2 separate regions of the Gossypium hirsutum genome follow, and region 2 is linked to region 1. A link is a contact called in public Hi-C data. All regions are on one chromosome and are shown on one strand. Each heading gives the region's core, a stretch centred on a gene start, on an enhancer-like site or on the middle of the called end of the contact. The rest is flanking DNA. Distances are from core to core; before and after follow the strand shown. Region 1 has its middle 15 kb from the start of LOC107889325. Region 2 holds the start of LOC107889316 (GRF1-interacting factor 1).

What was found. Hi-C and Micro-C count contacts between places; a contact is called where the count stands out from the background.
Region 2: a contact with region 1 is called in a Hi-C map of leaf, with 4 times the contacts expected there. The contact joins the promoter of LOC107889316 here to the enhancer-like site in region 1. A contact is called at or near these places in 14 of 34 Hi-C or Micro-C datasets (callus, fibers, leaf and 2 more).

Annotation. Positions count from the first base shown.
Region 1 is chrA11:107,638,827-107,642,974 of Gossypium_hirsutum_v2.1, reverse strand. No RefSeq gene overlaps it. Among protein-coding and RNA genes, the nearest start is that of LOC107889325, 15 kb to the right of the region's middle. Within about 2 kb of position 2,189, at least 1 of the 9 cell types and tissues checked has an H3K27ac peak or open chromatin away from gene starts, as enhancers often do. A contact at or near this core is called in leaf, where this site is marked.
Region 2 is chrA11:107,735,114-107,739,261 of Gossypium_hirsutum_v2.1, reverse strand. It overlaps LOC107889316 (GRF1-interacting factor 1), which reads right to left and starts at 1,929. Exons shown (of 5, transcript XM_016813692.2): 1 at 1,818-1,929; 2 at 1,281-1,493. The coding sequence starts at 1,361.

The DNA.
Region 1 (4,148 bases), core at 940-3,439:
AAGTCTTATTCCACTCAATTGAGCTTTCAAGGCTTTAAAGAATGCGAAGCACTTGTCCACCATTTTGGAAGCAAATCTATTAAGTGCAAGAATCTTTCTTGTTAATCTTCGAATATCGTTAATATTTCGGGGAGGATTCATATCCAATTTTGCCCGTATTTCCTCAAGATTTGCTTCAATGCCCTTGTTGGATACCATATATCATAAAAACTTTCTATCTTTTACACCGAAGGCACATTTGATGTGATTTAATCTCATGTTGTAGCCTTGGAGCACTTAAAAATCCTCTAGCAAATCTCGCACATGTTGTTCCATAAAAGAACTCTTTGCTAACATATCATTCAATGCCCTAATCTTGTCATTAAATACTTTATAAACTAGGCATTAGATTAGGGAGTAGGGATTTAGGATTAAAAGGTCTTAGATTTGAATTTATAGGTAAAAATAAAATTGTTAAAAGAGTTTTATTTCTCATATACCAAATACATGTACATATAGGATGTAAATGATTGAAAAATATCTCACCATAGAGAGTTTAAAAATGGGAGGAAAATTTTGGTAAGGGTGGGATTGAACAAACACAAATATAGAAGTATGATTTGAAAACAAAATGGGGGAATTGGGACCTGAAGGCTCACATGCAATTCTTCTAGTGTTGTCCAGTCAATTTCCAACTGCACCAAAATTAGGACATTTCATTTCTATTATTATTTCTATTATACAAGGTTCAGTCAAAATGACCTTCCATCTTATCATTTCTCTCCATCTATACAAATTTCTTGGGTGCCAATGCTATTGCCATGTCCTCTTTCCCTAAATCTATTTTTGGACTGTGGGTCACCATATCACTCACCCATCCATGCCCTTGCCTCACCCTTCCTTCCATTCCATAACTTACCCCCCCTTTTTCAAACACATTCCTTTTTGTTCTTTTTATTCCATCTTTCTATAAAACCAAATCAAAACTACGATGTTAGAAATGTTTAAACTTAATCACTTTAATCAAATAACTAACAATTTTATTTATTTATTTATTTTAGAAATGGATTTTTGTGCCATGAAATTTTATGTTAAAGAAAAAAAAAGGTATTTGTAAACATGTTCAATCGATATCACTAATACAAGGATTTCGTAAGTTATTGTACAATATTAATGTTGATTAAAAAAAAACATCTCACTTTCACTTACAAACTACACAAAATATTCTTACATTAATTATTAAATTGCATTTTGTTCTTTCTATTAAAAATGGGTAAATTAATTTTTGTATTTTAAATCAAAAAGTAAATTGGTATTTCTATTAAAAAATTCATCCATTACTACTATTGTGTAACTATTTGATTATTTTGACAACCAAATCAGTTTTTAACAATAAAAATGGATGAAACTTTTAACAAAAAGATTAGTTTGCTCTTTGACCTAACGTATAAAGATTAATTTATCTATTTTTTGAGTGGAAATGACAAAATACAATTTTATTTCTAGTATAGAGACCTCTATGATATTTTTACCTATTTTATCACAAATTTAATTTAACAATTTTATTTTGCATCAATGTATTACCGAGTTTGAACTAAATTTAATATATATATATATCATTTTAAGTTTTTTTCTTAATGAGTTTGGGTTTTTTTTTAATTTGGTTTAAAAATTATGTTTTTTTTATAATCAAAATATCATCCATGATCATTTTATTGTTCATGAAGATTAATTTTTTTTTTAGATTTTATGATTGTACCTAACAATATCGGGTCCAATGTTTGAATATGAGTTCTTTTCCTGAAAATACAATATGTCTTACTACTTGTTCCCAACCTTTATTGATTAAAAAACCATATGTTTTAGTCATGGAAATTTTTTCTATACAATTTTGTGGAATTTTTTAGACTTTACAAGCACGTATATTATAAAGTATAGTAAAAAAACTAAATATATAAATAAATGTGACACTTATCACATTTTTATGGACTTATGGCATCTAAAAAAACTTTATTGTATCAAAAAAATTACTCGAATATTAATTTGAAAAGATTAATTCAATTAATAAAAAAGTGAAATTAAATACAAAATATTCCATAAGAGGTTTTTTAACTAGAAGTAAACATAAATGAAAGAGGGGGAGTGGGGGCATAGCCGCATAGTGGAAAACAATGAAAGAAATAATGAAAGGTAATGGATGGTGTGAGGTTCAGCTCCCCTAACATCATGTACGGCTAGGGTTGTCTCGTTCATTTCTCTACTCCAAGTTTCAATCCTATCTTTTCTTTTCTTCCCCTTTTTTCCCCTATTTTTTAAGAATAACTATATAAAATCAATATTAGTTTGATATTTTATTTCACACATTTGCTTAATTTTTTTAATTCAAGATTTCATATAATTAAATTGCAGAACCCTTCATACCAAAATGAATAATATAATTTTAAAATTTTAAATACTAACTTACAAAAAAAAATTTCATAAATTTGAAATCCTAAATCACGCCCATTAGATTATATTACACTCACTAAATAGATAAAAAGAAAAAAAAATATAAGACTTTATTTAATAAAGTGTTAAAAAAATTCAATCAATATTTTTAACAACTTAATTTTAATACACACCTTTGATAACTCAAAATGAAAATTATTAGATAGATTTTTTTTTCTACAAAAATATGTAGAAAATGACCAGTGGATAACGACCTATCACTTGATGTTTTTTATTTTGTTTGATTGCCTTTAAGATTATATTATCCTTTTAGCAAATAATCTAATTATATTCAATATTTAATTTTCAATAAAATATCAAAACATATTTTATTATTTAAATTCAACACTTAATTGTTTAATTCTTATTTTTTTTAGCACTTAATTTTTTAATTTATCAAACATAATTTAAAATAATATAATTTAAAATAAAACGATAGCTTCTGAAAGAGTAATAAGTTTGATGAGGTAATTATTTTTTTTTTAAAAAAAATTATGTAGGTGAAAAGGATTATGTAAAATAAAATAAAATAATTAAAACGGAAATTTTTCAGAAAGAGTGGCAATTTTTAGTTGGGGATAAATATCAAAATATACATAAACTTTTTTTCAATATGCAATTTGAAATTTGAGCTTCAATTTAGTACAATTATACACATGAAATTTTGATTGTGGTTCAAATATATACATAAATCTTTAATTTTAATTCTATCATACATATTTAAAGAAATAAATATATCAATTTATTTTTATATTAGATACATATAATTATTTGCTCAGGCAATATATAAGTATAAAATGATGTTATATCAATACTTATGTTAATAATTTAAGAGAACTGAATCAAATTAAAATTTCATGTATAAAATTACACATTTAGCCAAAGTTCACATATAATTTTGAGATTTATCAATTCTTAGCTGGATATTTGTTCATTTTCAAAGTAAAAAATAATATTTTAAAACCATTACTTATTTATAAAGAGAATTTTAATCTTTTTCAAAGATAATTTAGGGTAAACTCCACCACATGTCACTGTAGAGTCGTTCATATTTTTGTCACTCTAATTTCTTTTATCAATTTAGTCACTCTAATTAAGATAACTGCTCAAATAAGTCATTGTCGTTAAAAATTTCATTAATCCACTAACAAATTGCTGACGTAGTATTTTTTTTACTTTTGACTAAAGCTAAGAACCTCTCTACAATTAACCCAAAAACATTTTTTTTTATTTACAACACAAGAGTAAAGCTTGTTAGTTTTCTCTTCTTCCTTCTTGTTTGTTTTCTTAAAAAAGTAACCGAAGAAAATGAGAATAGTTGTGACTTGTTTGTTTGACTTGTTCAAAACACCCCATGTTCGAGTTTCTTACTCAAACAACCTTATCACTCTTTTCTTTTTCTTTAATTGATTTTCTATTAATATTTTTATGAGATAACATTTTTATGATAAAACATGCAAAGGAGAAAATAAAAGAAAAACTCAAAATTTCCTTTAAAAAAACCTTAAAATCTTCTCTTGAGCACCCTCAAAATTATCCTTTCATTATTAACATTCATTACCCAGTAACAATAACGTAATTACCATGAAAATGAAAAAGACCAGAAATATTTATATCAGAAAAAAAAAATTGTTTGGGGAATCATTATTTTTCATCAAAAAAGTTGAAAACTAAACCAAATT
Region 2 (4,148 bases), core at 680-3,179, 97 kb before region 1:
CATATATTTTTGTATATTAACAAGATTCCTTCTGACAGCTTCACCGAAACAACTAGTAGGATGCAGTGCTAGTTTCAGAAAGACAGATATAGGTTATAAATGGTGTCCCGTATCAAGGAAACACATTAAGATGACATGAAAACATATCGAAAGGACCACCAGTAAACGATTATCAAGACAGGACCACATAAACAAGCAAAAGACATATCAAAAGGTCATGTGTCAAATTGAACTAATGGAGGACCACTACCAGAAAAGCATTAAGAACTAAAGTCATGGGCCCAAGAAAAGTGAGGTAACAAAAAGAATGCATAGTTCTTCCATGCATAACACTCTGAATCCGAACAAGTTTGTTAATATCAAACAACAGTTCCCATTTGCAATTACCAACACCTATATTCTCCTAAGAAACTCCAATTACTCTGTGCTTAGAGATTCATTATAGAAGAAATCCTCACTATATTGCTTGGTTAGGCACACACAGATGGTTTTGTCCGCCGGAATTCTCCGATTTACCATTGCAGTTCCGTAAGCCACCAGCCTGGCAGCCTCGAGGACAATAATCTCCTCACTTCTTTAGTAGTGTCTCTGGTTACTAGAGACTAGCTAATCATTTAAACTTGTTTTATGAGTAACTTATACCTGATGGTCTAGGATTGTAACTTAGCATCTTACAATTGACTAATGATAGCAAAGATAAAAGGAAATTACAACAAATGAAACTTTCATATTGTGCTATACATTGTTGATAAATATGCATCCAATAAGCAAAGTTTATTCTAGGGTTAAAATTGATAACATACCAATACATTAGAAACTGGAATAAGAACATCTACAACCAGAAACAGCATAATATAGGATGAAACCTAGCTATTAACAGGAAAATATGTCCCCAAAACCAAACCCGTTAAGTAATAAATCTCAAAAATGAAAAATACCCAAACCCATACACAAATTTCAGAAAGGAAAAACATTAAAAACTATACATGATAACCTACTAATTGCCATTAAAAATTTTCTCATTGGCAGCATGAAAGCCAAATATATAAACGATTAGAAGTTAAAACCACTTACCAACAGTTATTAAAGCTAAAGGAGAAAAGCTAATAGCTTTTACAAGCAATAAAATGAAGAATACAGCTTCCAATAACACCTTAGACTAATCAAAGGAATGAATGATTATTAAGAAAATAAAAATACTGTATCACATACATAGTGATCAAGAAACAAATAAAAGAAAAAGGAAGAAAGAAAGAAGGGAAGGAAAGGGAAGGGAGGACCTGTTGAATATGATCAGTAGTGACGTTGTTGGGATAATAAGCTGCCATCATGGGCTGCATCTGCATCAGGTGCTGCTGCATTTTCTTTCTTTATATCCACACACAGACTCTCCAAATATTTTAAAAAATATATAAAAGTTTTAATATATATATTTGTCTCACTCTTTTTCTCTTTTTGTATGCAAAACACGCTGAGCTGAAAGAGGAGAATCACTGCAAAAAAAAAAATTGTAAAGAAAGAGATAGAGAGAGAAAGAGAGACAAATAGAGAGATACCCTTTTGCTATTTTCTATGTTTCTTAACTTTCTTTCTCGCCTCTCACTATTAATATTATTGCTATTATTATTGTTATTGTTGTTTTGTTTTTCCCTTAGTTACAAATAACACGAGGAGAGAAAAACAAAGGCAGAAAGAGAAGACAGTGCAGGGTGTGTGAGGTTCTCAGCACTTTGAAAGCTATTTTCTCTTTCTGTTTTCAGTAGGGAAAAAATTATTCATAAAAAAAGGGTTTGCCTTTTTGGGTTGTTGCTTGCTACCTTTCCTTGTCTGTCTGTAAGAGAGAATTGAGACAGTGACAGAGAGAGAGAGAGGGTCACGTGATGGCTGATACAGAGAATTGAGAGAGACAGAGCAGAGCTGGAAAATTCTACCGTAGGAAAGAGAAAGGTCCCCTTGCAATGCAATGCATTAAACCAAAAAACGAAAATGGTTTTTTATTACATTATTACCATTTCATTTCGACATGACTTTGTCTGTTGGTGTTAGCACACACTTTGGTCCCATCTCCGTACTCAAACTTAGCTTATTCTAGTTCCAATGATTCTAATACAATCTAAGGTTATGTTTCTGAATTTAAATTTTACGGATATAGATTTAGATTTTTCTAAAGTAATGTAACTTAAATTACAGCTCATGTGTAACATAATTTATGGAGATTAATTGTGAATATTTATAGATATTTGTTATGAATCTTTTACCGGATTTGAACTCTCTCAACATGTCAAAAGAAACGTAGAGATAACTCGTTAAAAACACTTCATCCTAAAGAAAAATATAGTTTTGCATGGTTGTAAACATATAATTTACACATGCATCTCGTTATGATACATTAAAAACCTAAAAGATAATATGTGAAGACAAGACTATTTGTAGCCTCCAAGTAAACCACAACTCAATAATTTATTTTCTTAAGAACACCTAAATCCTTAGGAGCCATATGAAGAATTTATAAGTAGCTCTCATCAACAAAGGAACTCTGAGGCAGTTTCCATATTCTTACTATGCGAAATTACCTCCACACTCTCCCTTCTTCTCTAATCCACCCAGAATTATATTCTATGGTTCTCGACAAAACTGTGTGAATCATCTCCAACCATCAATCTACATTTTTGTATCAATAATTGGTGTGATGAACGTGGACCAAACATGGCTCATCTTAGTAGAATTTCCTCGAAAATCAATATTAAGAAAAAAAACCAATATAATCGAAATTTCCAACATCAAGTAGCTTAGGATCAACAAGGTTACTTGCTAATAGGTATATAATGTTTGTCAAAATAGTCAATACCAACAAGGGAATCAAAATAGGCAAGCTTATGATCCTTGAGAATTTTATCATCAATGGTATCTTGTTAAAAAAGAACTATCCACCACTTAGATATCAAAATTCTTATCCAAACCACTGGCCATTCACACCATCACCACTACTAGGAATTCATCCTTAGGTCACCCTAGAAGGTCAAGCTACAAAAATTCCAACTCAAATTCTCAACAATATTGAGTTGCAAGAACATATGAAGGCTTTGTAATACCAATTTTAATGGCTACAATTATAGCTCTTTCAACAACAAAAACAAAAGTTCCTTTAACAAAATGCTTAGATTATTCAAGAACTTGGAGTGAATCAACCCCCCAAAATCAATAACCAATACAAAAAGAAGCAGCTTCTTCACATCACAACCGATAGCAAAACCTTAACAAGCATTGAAAAGTCTGTAACATCTCAAAATTTAGCTTAAAATTTTTGTGAAATTATTTTAAAGATGAGCAAATAGCCTAGTGGTTAAAAGGAAATAAGTAAGCATGAAAATTAGTTAAGGTTTCAAGTTTGAATCCCTTCCCTAGTTAAAATTTTGCTAGAATTTTTCCTTCTCCCTATTTTTGAACCACCTCTAGCTAGTAAACCTAGGTATAAATATCAATTTTACTTATTTTTTTAGCCTTTAGCCATTTCCTTTTCACCCTAGCTACCCTCCCTCTTCCTCTCCTCTTTTCTCTTCAATTTTTCTTTTATTTTCCCTTGTGTGCCGCCGTCCAAACCACCAAGAGCCACCATTCTTTTTTTTTTCTTTTGCGATGAGTTCTTGCACCATTCTCATCTCTTTCTTGCTACCATTTTTCCAGCCTTAAACCTAAAATCTTAACACCCAAGAACAATCTCCATTGTTGCCTAAGAAACTTCATTGCTGTCCATTCTTTCTAGTAAGTGTAAGTGTCATTTTTCTTTTGTTTTCTTGACGAATCTTTCAAGAAAATACCCAATTTTCTAGATTTGGAATTGGAGTGATTTTTAATGATTTTATTTTATAGCCTTCAAAATTGATTTAATTGGCTTTCAAATCAGCCTCTATTTGCCACTATTAGTGGTAGTGCGTCGCACCTAGAGGCACAAAAAGTGGTTGCTATTTTCTTTAATTTTTACCATCTATTTCCAACAAAATCTTGGTCTTGTAAACCCTTCCTAATCAAACTCTAATTATGTGTGACTTAGAAAAATTCAATATTGATCGTTTGACAACTTGGAATTGACAATTCAAGAAGTATAAGTGCAATTGGTTGAAGGTTAATACGTAGTTTCGACTTAATTG